2 separate regions of the Rattus norvegicus genome follow, and region 1 is linked to region 2. Evidence: chromatin contacts called from public Hi-C data. All regions are on one chromosome and are shown on one strand. The core of a region is the stretch at or near the end of the contact, and the rest is flanking DNA. Distances in the headings are between cores, read along the strand shown.

What was found. Hi-C and Micro-C count contacts between places; a contact is called where the count stands out from the background.
Region 1: a Hi-C map of the A7r5 cell line shows a contact between it and region 2, with 2.1 times the contacts expected there. The contact joins the enhancer-like site here to the promoter of Baiap2l1 in region 2. A contact is called at or near these places in 3 of 12 Hi-C or Micro-C datasets (the A7r5 cell line, hepatocytes and liver).

Annotation. Positions count from the first base shown.
Region 1 is chr12:15,427,491-15,434,308 of GRCr8, reverse strand. Baiap2l1 (BAR/IMD domain containing adaptor protein 2 like 1) reads right to left here. Exons shown (of 14, transcript NM_001034140.1): 4 at 1,254-1,315; 5 at 1,080-1,151; 6 at 333-470. It also overlaps the pseudogene Ube2n-ps5. Among named protein-coding and RNA genes, the nearest start is that of Bri3, 32 kb to the left of the region's middle. Within about 2 kb of position 4,953, at least 14 of the 93 cell types and tissues checked have an H3K27ac peak or open chromatin away from gene starts, as enhancers often do. A contact at or near this core is called in the A7r5 cell line, where this site is marked.
Region 2 is chr12:15,362,102-15,368,614 of GRCr8, reverse strand. It overlaps Baiap2l1 (BAR/IMD domain containing adaptor protein 2 like 1), which reads right to left and starts at 4,461. Exons shown (of 14, transcript NM_001034140.1): 1 at 4,185-4,461. The coding sequence starts at 4,235.

The DNA of each region.
Region 1 (6,818 bases), core at 3,704-6,203, 65 kb before region 2:
AGTGAGTACCATGTGCTTACCTTAACTCTGGAAAATGCCGCATTACTCAGTTAGATTACGCATGCTTTGTTTTTCTTTTCTTTGAGACAGGCTATGTAGCACAGGCTAGCCTAGAACTCTCACTATATAGCACAGGCTAGCCTAGAACTTTAGACCCTTTCAACTCAGCCTTGAGAGAGTTGGGATTACTGACGTATGTTACCACATATTTTTGTTTCACCTCAGCGGTAGCACAGGACAAGCTGGTGGACAGGGTACAGCTGGCTGAGGTGAGCCTCCCCTTAAGTTGTGCATTCATGATTGACAGAGGAAGACATTGCTGAAGCGCTCACCTCGATTTCTTTGTGTTCATATTTGAGTGCGTTTCGTCCACCTTGACTTTTTCTTCTGATCTTCTTCAACTCCGCCTGAGATTTCTCCAAAGAATCTAATTTATTCCTGTGTTCTGCTTGATATCTTTTAAGAGTAGCCTGTAAGTTAAACGAGATATCTCACTGAGCACTGTACACGCTGTCTTGGGGTCACCTCTGCTCACACTTCCACTGTGTGTCGCTGACTGACCAGCTCCAATCTGGGCCTTAAGAGTGAGGGCCATACTGTCTCCATATCTACGCCCCAGAGGATCCCCTCCATTCAACTTGAATTCTTAGGACTATGTACTTTCTTTTGAATTCTGTCTTTTCTCCAAGGGATTTAGACCCTGGGTAGTCAGTGCTTTGGTGAGTACACAACAGCACTAAGGGCTGGGGATGTAGCTCAGTGGCAGTGTTTGCCTAGCATCATGTCAGGCCTGAGGTCATCCCCAGCATCACACACACACGAACACGAACACACACATACACACATACACACACACGCACAGACACACACATACACAGTCACACACACACGCAGACATGCACACTCATGCACACGCGCGTGCACACACACAGCACGACACACAGACATGCACACACACACACAAACACACAAACACACGCGCACGCACAGGCACGACACATACACCCTCTAATGGTGTGTGTAAAGCTCTCCTAGGCTGTGAGCTCCGGTGTGGCCGGGTGGGTGAGAAGCACACTCACGTTCATGTACTTTACATCAAGTTCTGTCTTCTTCTCCAACTCATGGATAATCTCCTTATGGAATTTTTTGAACTGTTGACAAGATGAAAAATTTTTAAAAAAATCAAATCTTATCTGAGTTGTAGGCAATCTTTTTAAAACTACATTTTAAAAATATAACAAATGTTCACTTACATTCTCATCGAGAGTCTCGTTGAGTTTCTTGTGGGTGCTGGAAATCTCTATGAGAACATGGCCTGTGAACAAAACCATAAGGGGAAGACACTGTGTGGTTTTGCAAAGGCATAAAGAGAAACAGAACAGTGGAAGCAAACGGGACAAGGTTGCCCTCAGGGGCTTCAAATAGTAAACCCCAAGACAAGTGGAGAGCAGCACGGCTCCCCAGGGAAGCTGCAGAGGGATGTCTGTGAACTAACTTCCTCCTCTCACGTCAAGAACGCCTACTCTGTTCTTAGACTCACCGTGGCCTTTCTAGTTTACACCTTCTCTCAGCCCAATCCTGTGTATCTGATTTAACTTTTCAAGGCAGATTTTGGGTTTGTTTGTGTGTTTGTGTGAATGTTTGTGTGCCCAGGAAGGTCAGAAGAGGTGTCGGATTTGGAGTTACAGGCAGTCATGAGCCACCTGATGGTTGGCACTAAGAAAAACTCACGTTCTCTGCAAGCAGTGCTATTCACTCTTACCCACTGAGCCATTTCTCCAGCCCTGTGAGGTAACCACCTTACAAAAGAGAACTCACTCATCACAGTAACTAATTATAGGAACAGAAGATTTATTTTTATCTAATCCCCAGAGTAATCTGATTATCTGATAACCACAGAGAAAATCATCTTCTTTCTCTCATTTTAGTTCCTGTATTTGTTTCGGAAAATACCAGCACCAAGGGAGACTGCAGCAGAGACAGTGTTCTGCCTTGGGTCTCCTGGGATGTTGTGGAGTCTCTGAAACAGAGACTATTCCAGGGCAAAGGAGCCTCCATCCAGCAAAAAGCAGGGTGACCACCAGGCTTGCAAGGCCAGCTCTCGTACACTTGGGGATCTGTGCTTGAGCTCCGCCACTTTCCTCTGATAAAGGCGGACCAGAGTTTCTCTGTCATCCTACCCAGCTCAGAAACCACACAGGTCTTATGACTACAAGTTGGAAACTAGGAACTCATTGGGAATGGCTGCCACCGGCATAGGAAGCCGCAACGGAATGTACTGGTGGACTGCCTTATAGCCACCAGCCAGAGCCAAAGGGACTTTTATGTCGAGCTGACCAGCTGTGGATGGGAAAGGATGAAACGGTAAGACCCTGGTAGGGTCAGGGGAAAGGGAAAATGAGCACAGAGCCCATGGCTTCAGCTGTCACCAGGGTACAAGTGACTCAACCACGTTTTCAAGAGCATTTGCAGACATCTGCTCCTCAGACTTGCCAGGCCACTCCTCCTCCCTCATCTTCCGTCTCAGAAACCAGTGTGCTGCCAGACCTGGTGTTCTCTGTGTAAGAGTGAACTCTCCGGCACCATGCCTCCTATCCCTCCTAACCCCAGCAGCCAGTCACGGTAGACAACCTCTCACCTACGTGTCATGCCCGTGAAGAACAGGCATTTACTGTGCACTGGTGCCATCAAGTGGGCCAGCTCTTGGGAGGAACACGAGCCTTACCCACCCACATCTGTGCTTGTCCTACCCTGAGGAGATGGCACTCTGGACAAACTGAAGTCACAGATGTGTGTGTCCCAAGTCCACTCAACAGAAGTGGGAAGGTGGTCCACACCCAGATCAGCTGCTGGGTCTCTTAGCAGAGTCTCCTCCACTCCCTATCTGCCTCATGTCCTCATTTCCCTGGAGTGGGTTCTCTCTAGGGTCAACTTTACATGGTGCCAGAGGTCCTTCTAAAAGCAAAAAACAGGCAGCCTCCCCGTTCTTCCCACAGTGTCCCAGATAAACAGACTTGTGAGCTGTAAACTGAAGGCCTCTGTACACAAGCGCTGTGTAACCCTGGGTATGGTGGGCACTGAGAACTGCTTATTATACAGGCACATAACCTGGAGAAGTCACAGGATCCAAGGACACACACTGTCCCCTAAGCTCTGTGAACCTAACAAGTTCCAGTCAGACAATGTGCGGGATGAAGGAGAGCTATGGCAGAAAGGACTTCGGTTTTGTGTTTTCTAACCAATCACGTTCATCAGCTTCCCACCCCATGATGCCATCCAAAATTTCCAAGTCAATATAAAAATCAAACCAGACTCTTCTACAGGAGAAGCCCGACACCTGGCCAGGAATAGAAGTATAGTACTCTGTCATTTCAGATATGAAAACATTCCGAATTGCTTTTATGTTGATTTTGAACCATAAACAATCCCTTGTTGGGAATTTTAAAAAATACGCTTCAATTATTTCAAAACCAAGCATACAGTTCTTGGCAAGTCATGATCTTCTTAGAAAGAAAATCTAAAAATATTTTGGCTGAAGCCATCAGCATTCTGTTGCAAGCGGTGACGTTTCTTTCTAACATGGCCCTTCTTGAACTGTGTTTCCGCAGCCCCACTCAATGTGGATCTGGAGCGCTGTGCTGTGTGCTACGCACAGCTCTGAACTCAACACTCTGCCCTGCCGGCCAGGCTCACCTTACAGGGGCTCCCACCGTTCACACTCCTTTGCGTGTCTGCCACTGTAGATAGGATCAATGAAACGGACAGTCACAGTGGTCAGATAGGAACCCCTGACCTTGTTAGTCTTGGCCCTCACGGGTCTGCGGAATTCAAAACTGGCCTCCCGGGGATAACTCCTGAGTCCTTGGTTTTACAGAACTGACTGGAACACACCTTAGTTGTGACTGTACAAGCTGCCGAGGCGTACCTTGAAGTGGATCACAAAACTGCCTTTGGGGTCAGCCCACGGACATTTACTGTTTGGGCAAGTGCCACTTCCCGTTGGAAAACACTCTGCTTCTGTGTTGTTTTTACTCCTCATGCTCTAAACGACATTTTTGTGAATTATATTTGAGAAGGAAGAAGACAGAGAATACTGAGGGAGGAACTGAGAAAGCACAACCCTGGTGAGACAGAGTAGAACAGAGCGCATGCCCCAACAGGAAGTGCACTCTGCCAGCTGCACCAACCCTCTCCTTTCTCCTTTCAGGTTGGGAGCCAACGTCTCAGGAAGAAATTCACATCATTGTACTCATGTGACTCAATCTGAATAAATTAGGTTCTTTTTTTTTTTTTTTAAATAAAGATTTATTTATTTATGAGTACACTGTAGCTGTCCTCAGACACACCAGAAGAGGGCATCAGATCCCATTACAGATGGTTGTGAGCCACCATGTGGTTGCTGGGATTTGAACTCAGGACCTCTGGAAGAGCAGTCAGTTCTCTTAACCGCTGAGCCACCTCTCCAGCCCCCATAAATTAGGTTCTTAAGGGGGGCAATAATAGGGAATTTATTACTAAAATTAAACATCCTCCCAGTGCTATCGATGGAACTGAGGTACTCACCCACGTGGGCCACAGTGCTGGCTAAATCAAAGGGATTTAGGTGAAACATGCACACATTTCAAATTCATGAACTCAACCAAGCCAGGGCACATAGCAGTAGTGGCAAACAGCAAACAGCATTGCTCTAGGTTTCAGGAAGGTATTTAAAACAATACTGTGGAAGACTATGCATGTGGCCAGTAGGCAATGCCACCTTAAAATGTTAAATAATAAGACTTAAAGAGCGGAACTGATATGGGATACTTTTTGTTTGAAGACTTCTGTTGACTTCCCCTGTGTTGGCACTAAAGATGGAGCCCAGAGCCTGGCCTGTGAGGCCAGCACTCTTCTACTAAGCTACATCCCCAGCTCCCACCAGAGGCTCTCTGACTATTCTCGTAACAAGGCTGTCTTCAAACTTAACTCCTCCTACATCTACCTTCCAAGTGCTGGGAGTACAAGCTGGGTTTACCACCACACCCAGCCGGTCTATTAATAAACTTCATGAGATAAGTCTTCACCAATTCACAGTGAGAATGTGGAGCAGCCAGATGGAACCTGCCAAGGACAGAGGCAGCAAAGAACACATGCTGAATGAGAGAGAGAGAGAGAGAGAGAGAGAGAGAGAGAGAGAGAGAGAGAGAGGAACCAAACCCTGCTCTTTCCATTTATATCTGGTCACAGATAATTACAACACATTTGTTATTTCCAGAGAGCATCGAGTAATGGTTGAGTCACATGCCACTTCCTACGTGTTACTACAAGTGGAATCAGATAATAAAATGACACCAACTTACTACAGGCCTGAAGACACACTGTGTGGATCAAAATGAAAATGACCAAAAATATCGCTTGGAAAATGTTTAGTTTTTCTGAGTGGTTTTCTTTTCCCTCTCCTCTCCTCTCCTCCCCTCCCCTCACCCCCTCCTCTCCTCCCCTCCTCTCCCCCCCTCCCCTCCTCTCCTTTCCTTTCCTTTCCTGAGACAGGGTTCTGGCTGTCTCAGAATTCAATCTGTAGGTAGGCTGGTTCGGGCTCAGAGAGCCACCTGCCTCTGCCTCACAGGTGCTGGGAATAAAGGCGTGTGCCCCTCTGTTTTTGCTGACATTTTACAGGTAGCAAATGTAATGAGGAGGAACTACAATGGGGGCTGAAAAGAGGGCTTAGAAGGTAAAGGCCCTTGCTGCCAAGCCTGGCGGCTGAATTCAATCCCTGGGATCCAGTTGGTGGAAGGAAAGAAAGAAGCAACTCCTAAAGCTTTTCTTTTGACCTCCACATGCAAAATAAATAAAGGGCAATAAAACCTAATCAGTACAGTGACAGCAAAAGCCAAGCCCACAGATGTCCTCTTGAGCTACCAGGGGTGCTTTAGATCCACACTGCCCACCCCTAACCACAGTGCGGGAGCACACCACACGGTGGATGATCTACTGTCCTTAAATATGGCTTAGTCCCTGCGCAGTACTTCTTAATCCCAGTACTTGGGAGGGAGAGGCAGGTGGATCTCTGAGTCCAAGGCCAGCCTGGTCTACAAAGTGAGTTCCAGGACAGCCAGGGCTACACAGAAAAACTCTGCCTTGAAAAAAACAACACACACACACAACAAGCAAAAAAGCCCCCGATATTCCAACCAACGATTTAACCAAATGAGCAGCAACAGTAAGGAAAACCTCACAAATCACAGCATAGATAGAAGTGCAACAGAGTTTAGATGAGCTTAGTCTCATCCTTGACTTAACCAACCGAAGCCCTACAGTTCTAATGAAGGTAACATCCCTTAATTACTCTGCCAGTGTTCCCCGAAATAAACAAATAAATGACATGGAGGGGCATGTCACAGAGTCAACTTGTCAGACATGGGGTGTTCTAACCTGAGCATCAAAGCAGTGAACGGCCATAACAAACTACAGGTCATCAAAGGATCTAGGGATCTAGGAGACCACAGCACATCGTGTTGGGGGGCAACGGATGCTCCTGCTCAAAGGAAAATGTAAGTGCCAATTAGTAAGTGAGGGGAGGCTGCCAGTCCTGGGAAATCACCATTTTGCCACCATCCTGTGAAAGAGTGGTTGGAGGGAAAATCACTGAGAGATGTACAGTTAGGATGAGGAAGAAGCTACTGCATAGCCTGGACGTTTTCCTCGAAGGTTCTTGTTAACAGATATGGTTTTAAAAATCCAAAATGAACTAGAGAGCAGACAGTGCCTTTACAGCAAAGATGAGAGGAAAGTGACCAGTGTGCTCACGTTTGATACTCACCAGATACAGAATGGCTTGG
Region 2 (6,513 bases), core at 3,212-5,711:
GGTGAATCAAAGGCAGGAGTGTATCTGGGGCTCACTAGCCAGCCAGTCAGCCAGTCACTAGCCAGCCAGTCAGTCTAGCCAATATGGTAAACTTCCAAGTTCAGGGAGAGATCATGTCTCAAAAATAAGGTGGAAAGTGATTGAGGAAGACCCTTGATGCAGCCCCTTGTTCTCCACCACCTACACACATATGTGAACACATGTGTATACACACATACGCCACCACTTTCAACTGTTTTCGTGGTATCATAAATAATTTTGTGAAGATTGAAAAGGATGACAATCTTAGAACTTTTAAAGTTGTGATTGATGCTAAATGTCTGTTCATTTTTTTTAAAACCTATTATACATTTGGTTTTGTCTGTCCTAGAGTCATCATTTCCTTCTTATTCTCTTACGTTGTGTGTGTGTGTGTGTGTGTGTGTGTGTGTGTGTGTGTGTGTGTGTGTGTGAGAGAGAGAGAGAGAGAGAGAGAGAGAGAGAGAGAGAGCGCACAGGTGCCCTCAGAGACCAGAGGCATCAGATCCCCTCGAACTGGAGGTACAGGCAGTTGTAAGCCATCCTCTGTGGATGCTAGGAACAGAATTCAAGTCCCCTGGAAGAGCAGTAAATGCTGAACCACGTCTCCAGCTTTCACATACATAGTTTCCCAAAGTTGTATATACTGCACCTTAGTTCTTTAACAGAACCCACCTTACTATGTCTGTGGCACTGGATAAAGATTGTGTCTGTGGCCCTTTCCCTTGTCCTGAGAGTGCCACGTTTCTCTTCCACTCCTTATTAAGATGAGCACAGGTAGGATGTCCTTGGGTGATAGTACATCCATTCTTCCTCAATCTCCTAAGACTTTCAAACCCTGTTAGGAAGGTTGGGGTTCCTCTTAAGCAAAGTTTTTGGAACTTTATTTCATCCTTACCTACCAAAGCAAGCTCTTATCAGAAAAGCATGAGAAAGTCACAAGAAAGCTTTCGAGGGCAAATTCTGGGCACACTATAGGCTAAGCCTGGGAAGGAGGTTGGTATCTTTGGCTAAACTCAAATTAGCAACAGTATTTTTTCTTTTGGGGCTGATTGTTTATGAAACAGTAAAACATAACATCCTTCTGGGAGTTAGCGTGGATATCCAGAAATCATTTGTCTAAGTACATTTAAAACTATGCCAGTGTATTAATATATATTTAGGGCTATCTGATACTGCACAGAGGATCACACCACCTTGCCAAACTTTCATTGCCCTAAAGAATTTATTCCTTTATTTAAAGATATCTGAGCATTAAAAAAACAACACACATACACAACTAAAGCCCAGAGAGGCAAGACACCAAATCTCATTTGCAGGTGGCCTTTGTAAACGCACCTGGTTAGACTGTATTTCTATTAGTAAAATATTGTAGATTGCCAGGTAACACAAAGAAATCTGTTTTTAAAAGCACGCCATTCATCAACACTGTCAGTAGAATTTTTGCAATATTGCATTTAAATTGTTTTTAGCCTGGATTAAAATAAAAGGCTTTTCAGGCTTCCAATCACCCCCGTAAATGTGCATGTCTTTAAAGTCAAATTATGGGCTAGCAGCCTTCACTTTGTTTTATAGATATAGAAACCTCAGGTCTAGTGCTGTGACTTTTTTTTTTTAAATCCCATTATCTTCACATAAAAAAACAAACAAAAACAAAACAAAACAAAAAACCCTGACCCCAAATTATTAACAAGGAAATGCTGGCTAAAATCAATTGACATTTAGCAAGTTTTTGAAATATTTCAACACTTGGGAATGGATACTAATAACACACTGGTCTCTGATCTTCAATCTATTACCTCTCAAAACTGAAAAGGAGCTAGTATGGTAGTATACACTTCCAATCCCAGCACTGAGGAGGTGAGGCCAGCCTGGGATACATAGTGAGCTCTCAGGAAGCTGGCCTAGACTACATACACAAGAGTATCTCAGGAAAGAAGAAGAAGAAGAAGAAGAAGAAGAAGAAGAAGAAGAAGAAGAAGAAGAAGAGGAGGAGGAGGAGGAGGAGGAGGAGGAGGAGGAGGAGGAGGAGGAGGAGGAGGAGGAGGAGGAGGAGGAGGAGGAGGAGGAGGAGGAGGGGAGGGGGGGAGGATGAGGAGGAGGGGAGGAGGAGGAGGAGGAGGGGGAGGAGGAGGGGGAGGAGGAGGGGGAGGAGGAGGAGGAGGAGGAACAAGCAACAACAACAACAAAATAGCTAGGAGTTACACTGTTTTGAATCTCTGAATCTGAGGTCAAACTGGTCTACATATCAAATTCCAGGCCAATTAGGGCTACATAGCCAGACCTCGTCTTTAAATAAAGAAAAACAAAACATGCCAAAAAAGACTTACTAGATGCCTTATGTCTACAAATGCGGATAACCAAAACAACAAAATCACCAATTTTCCTCTTGCTCCATTTCTGTGGGTAGAAAGACATGCCAAAGTGGTTCATATTTGTGGTACTGTAATCTGCCTGCCCACACCCCAACCAAAGGTTTCTCAGTCAGAAGTGAGAAAAAGAGCAGTTTACTTAGGGCATCTGATTGCTTGTCAAGTTGACATTTTCTTTCCAGACCGGCAAGATAAACAATCAGTTGTGTTCGAGAAACTTTACTGCGCCTGTGTTTTCCACTGAAGCAGATGCTCGGATTCCAAGCATAAACTCCAATAAATAACCTCCATTCCTTAACTATCATCTGAAGAGCCTGTCTCCCCCATGCTATGTTATTTCACTTCCGTACTTTGTTAGCACCCCACACCTCCAGGTCTACCCTCTTCAGATCATTTAAGTGCGAACAATGTCAATCCAAATATAAGGCTTTAAACGTTCAAATTTCTGGCATTTCTAAAAATTGCCATTTATTTAAGGAAACACACCAATAGGTACAGGTTTTGGCCACAGTCATGAGCCTTCAAAATCACAATAATACAGTCTATTTTGTCTATCTAGAATAAGTATTCTAGTACACACATGGAGGGGTGAATAAATTTTGGAGCTACAATGAATTCTGAAAATATGTTTATGCTGCTTTAAAATGATTTCCCAGCAACTCAATAAACTCTGATTGCAGAACTCAGACCTTGCAAATCTAGAAACTCAATTTTAGGGGGAAAAAAATCTAGAAAAATGGCCAAAGAGTGGCTTTTAATCATGACTACAAGAAAATTTAGAGAACTTTAAATCTCAGGGGTTCAATGGGCCTAAGTGGAATTAAAACAAAAGTTGTTTTGTATTCTATTAATAGCAGATGATTAAACGCATATCTCATTTCAAATGGAATTCATTTATAAGTACTTAAACTTACTAAACTGGCCACTAATCCCATGTCTGTTTCTGGAAAAATTCTCTCACATAACATGCACGTTTAGCGACCAATCACCACACGTTCTGTCAGCTTAAGTCAATTCTTATTAAAATCTCAGGGCTCTCTGACTCCAATAACCTCCCCAGATCATCGACGTAGGAAAAGTCCAACTACGGGCAAACATGTTCATAATAATTGTATATAGATATATAAAATTGTCAAAACACTAAACAAAAAAGTAATCAAAAGAAAAGCCAAGTTGAACTAAAAGCTCCTGTGTGAAAGAGTCCAAGAGGGGGAAGGCGTTTCAAAGGTCTTCCCAAGAGCAGATTCCCTGGCAGCCTAGAAAATTCCCTGAGCTGAGGGAGCCAGGCTCACCTGGCGATGGATTCCTAATTACGGAGGAGTTTCTCCCCTACATTCTTGAGCGCTTTCTTTTCTCCGAGGAAACTCGAGCTTGTCTCTTTTTTTCTCTTTTGGATCTGGGGAGGGTTTAGCCCCAGCGGTCAGACCAGCATAGTCACTGATCACAAAGAGAAGTTGGGGGAGGACAAGAACCTCTCGGGGACTCCGCAGATTGTCTTCCACGTCTCCAATCCCCGTTCCCCATGGGTCCCTGGGAGTCTCCGAGGGCCCAAGGGGGAAGGGGAGAAGACCCTTATCATGTAAAGTCCGCACTTTATCTCAAAAGTGAAAAAGAATCCCGAATCGCCTACCCCGCTGGCGACAATGGTCAGCTGCTTGGCGGGGCTCACGTTCCTGGCCTGGAATCCTGGACTCCCCAAGTCTCTGGGCCTCCCAGCCTCCGCCCTCAGCCTGGAACCACAGGTTTCCAGATCTCCCTTCTCCGGTCTCGAACTCCGCAAAGTCCCACACTTACCCGGTACGTGTTCTCCGTGAGCCGGTTCACCTCCTCCGGCCCCCGAGACATGGTGCAGCCTCCGGGAGGGCGAGCGCGGGAGGACGCGGCGGGGCCTCGTGGCCTCCGGACTGCGGGCGGCGGGAGAACCTAGGGCTTGCGACTGAGCGGCCCTCGGGAGTCGGCTGCCGCCACAGCTGTCAGCCGGAGAGAACCAGTGTGCGTCTCCGTTGCCAAAATGTCAAAACTTTGCGGCGCTTCGCTCTGTGAGAAGCTGTGAGGTAAACGTAGCCTGCCGAGCCTGGGACTAGCAAAGGGACCGGCAGCCCCACCTGAGGCGGGCGGGGTGGGCGGGGCTGAACGGCCAGAGGGCGGGACAGCCCCACCTGAGGTGGGCGTGGTCTAGGCAGAGTGAGTTGGAGTGGGCGGGGCGGCCTCACAGAGAGGCAGCCTGGTGGGAGGGACGATCTGTTGGGGCAACATGGGGGTGGGAGGTGGGGGGTCGAGGGGGAGGTCGGGGGGGGGGACAGGGAAGAGACTTGTTACGCTAGGTGGGCGTGGCCTAGAGGCTTGCTAGGCGGAGCAGAAGCCGGGCCAGCGCGCAGGACTGATTGGCCTCAGCTGAGGAGCGGGGGTGGGGGCTGAGAGGCCAACAGGAGGGAGAAGCCAAGGGGAGGGAACTCCCCCCTACCCCGCCAGAAATGGGCTGGTGGGCGTGGCCTAGATGGTGGGCGGGCGTGGCCGAAACTAAATGAGCTGGAGGGAACGAAGTAGCTCTTAGCTGTATTCGCCAGAGTGGCCGGGCAGAGTTGAGCCGGTGGGCGCGGTCCAGCAGACTGATGGGCGGTGCTGAAGTGAGGAAGGAGTGGTTTGGGTAGCCCCAGCTGAGGCAGGCATGGAATGGAAGGGTCTTCCTCGTGGTGGGTGTGGCTGAGCAACCTGGTGGGCGAGGCTGGAACAGTACTGGGATGTTGGAGGATGCCCTCGAAAAGGCTCTGGAACCAATGGGCCCAGTGGACCAGGCCATCTAAGCTAAGGTTTGGGGGTGGAGGCAATATCTCGGAGCGCCCTCTCTCGGGCCTCCCAGAATTCCAGCCAAGCCCCTACACTGTGGTCTCTTTTAGACCTGGACCTTTGGGCTCCTAGGTCTAGTGTCCGCCACAAAGTGCTGGCTCTGAAAACTCGAGGCCCACATCCTCCACTGGTGAATCCTCTAAGCTCTCTGCTTTTGAGTAACTTCCACATACCTCATACGAATCGATTTCCCTGATTGAAGGTCCACAGGGCACAGCTCCTCCATGGAGCAAAGGGGTTGCAATTTTGAAAGTTTCGGGGTGTCAAACATAACTAACGTCAAGATCTGATTACTGAAATAACAGAACATTAAGAATATGTTAATCCAGGGACTAAGCCACTACCCAAAGACTATACATGGACTGACCCTGGGCTCCAACTGCATAGGTAGCAATGAATGGCCTAGTAAGGGCACCAGTGCAAGGGGAAGCCCTTGGTCCTGCCAAGACTGAACACCCAGTGAACGGGATTGTTGGGGGGAGGGCGATAATGGGGGGAGGATGGGGAGGGGAACACCCATATAGGAGGGGAGGGGGAAGAGACTAGGGGGATGTTGGTCTGGAAACTGGGAAAGGTAATAACAATTGAAATGTAAATAAAAAATACCCAAGTTAATAAAGATGGAGAAAAAAATAAGATAAAAATCCCATGCCTTACAACTGTGTAAATCACAAGACTGTTAAATTTTTTCCTTTGTTCCTGAAATTTTTTCCTTTGTGTGTGTGTGTGTTTTACAAGAAGCTAACCTTGGAGTCATTCCTTAGCCGATATGCTCTTTTATTCTTTTATTTTTATTTTTTTGGGGGGAATCTCTTACTGAAGTAGACTGACAGCTCTCAAGTCTCCACAAGCCCCCATGGATCTGCCTGTCTCCTACCTCCCCAGCACTGGAATTACCAGAGCATGTATACTGTGTGTAGCTTTTTACATGAGTTCTGAGGCTCGATCAAACTCAGGTCCCTATGTTTTGCACTGCAAGCACTTTACAAGATGACCCATTTCCTCAGTCCCCTGGTCAGCTGAGGCCTTTAGGATGTCTGTCCTTTCGTCTTACAGAGGCTATGTAGGTATGTGGCTCCTGGCATGTCTTTGTACTTTTTTAAAACATTTTACTTTATGTGTAAGCTACTTGGACTGCTTGGTATGTCGTCTGTGCCCCATGTATATACCTGGTGCCCTCAGAGGTCAGAGGAGGGTTTCCGATCCCCTGAGACTTGGGTTACAAAAGGTTGTGACGATCATGTGGGTGTCGGGAAACAAACCTAGGTCCTCTGGA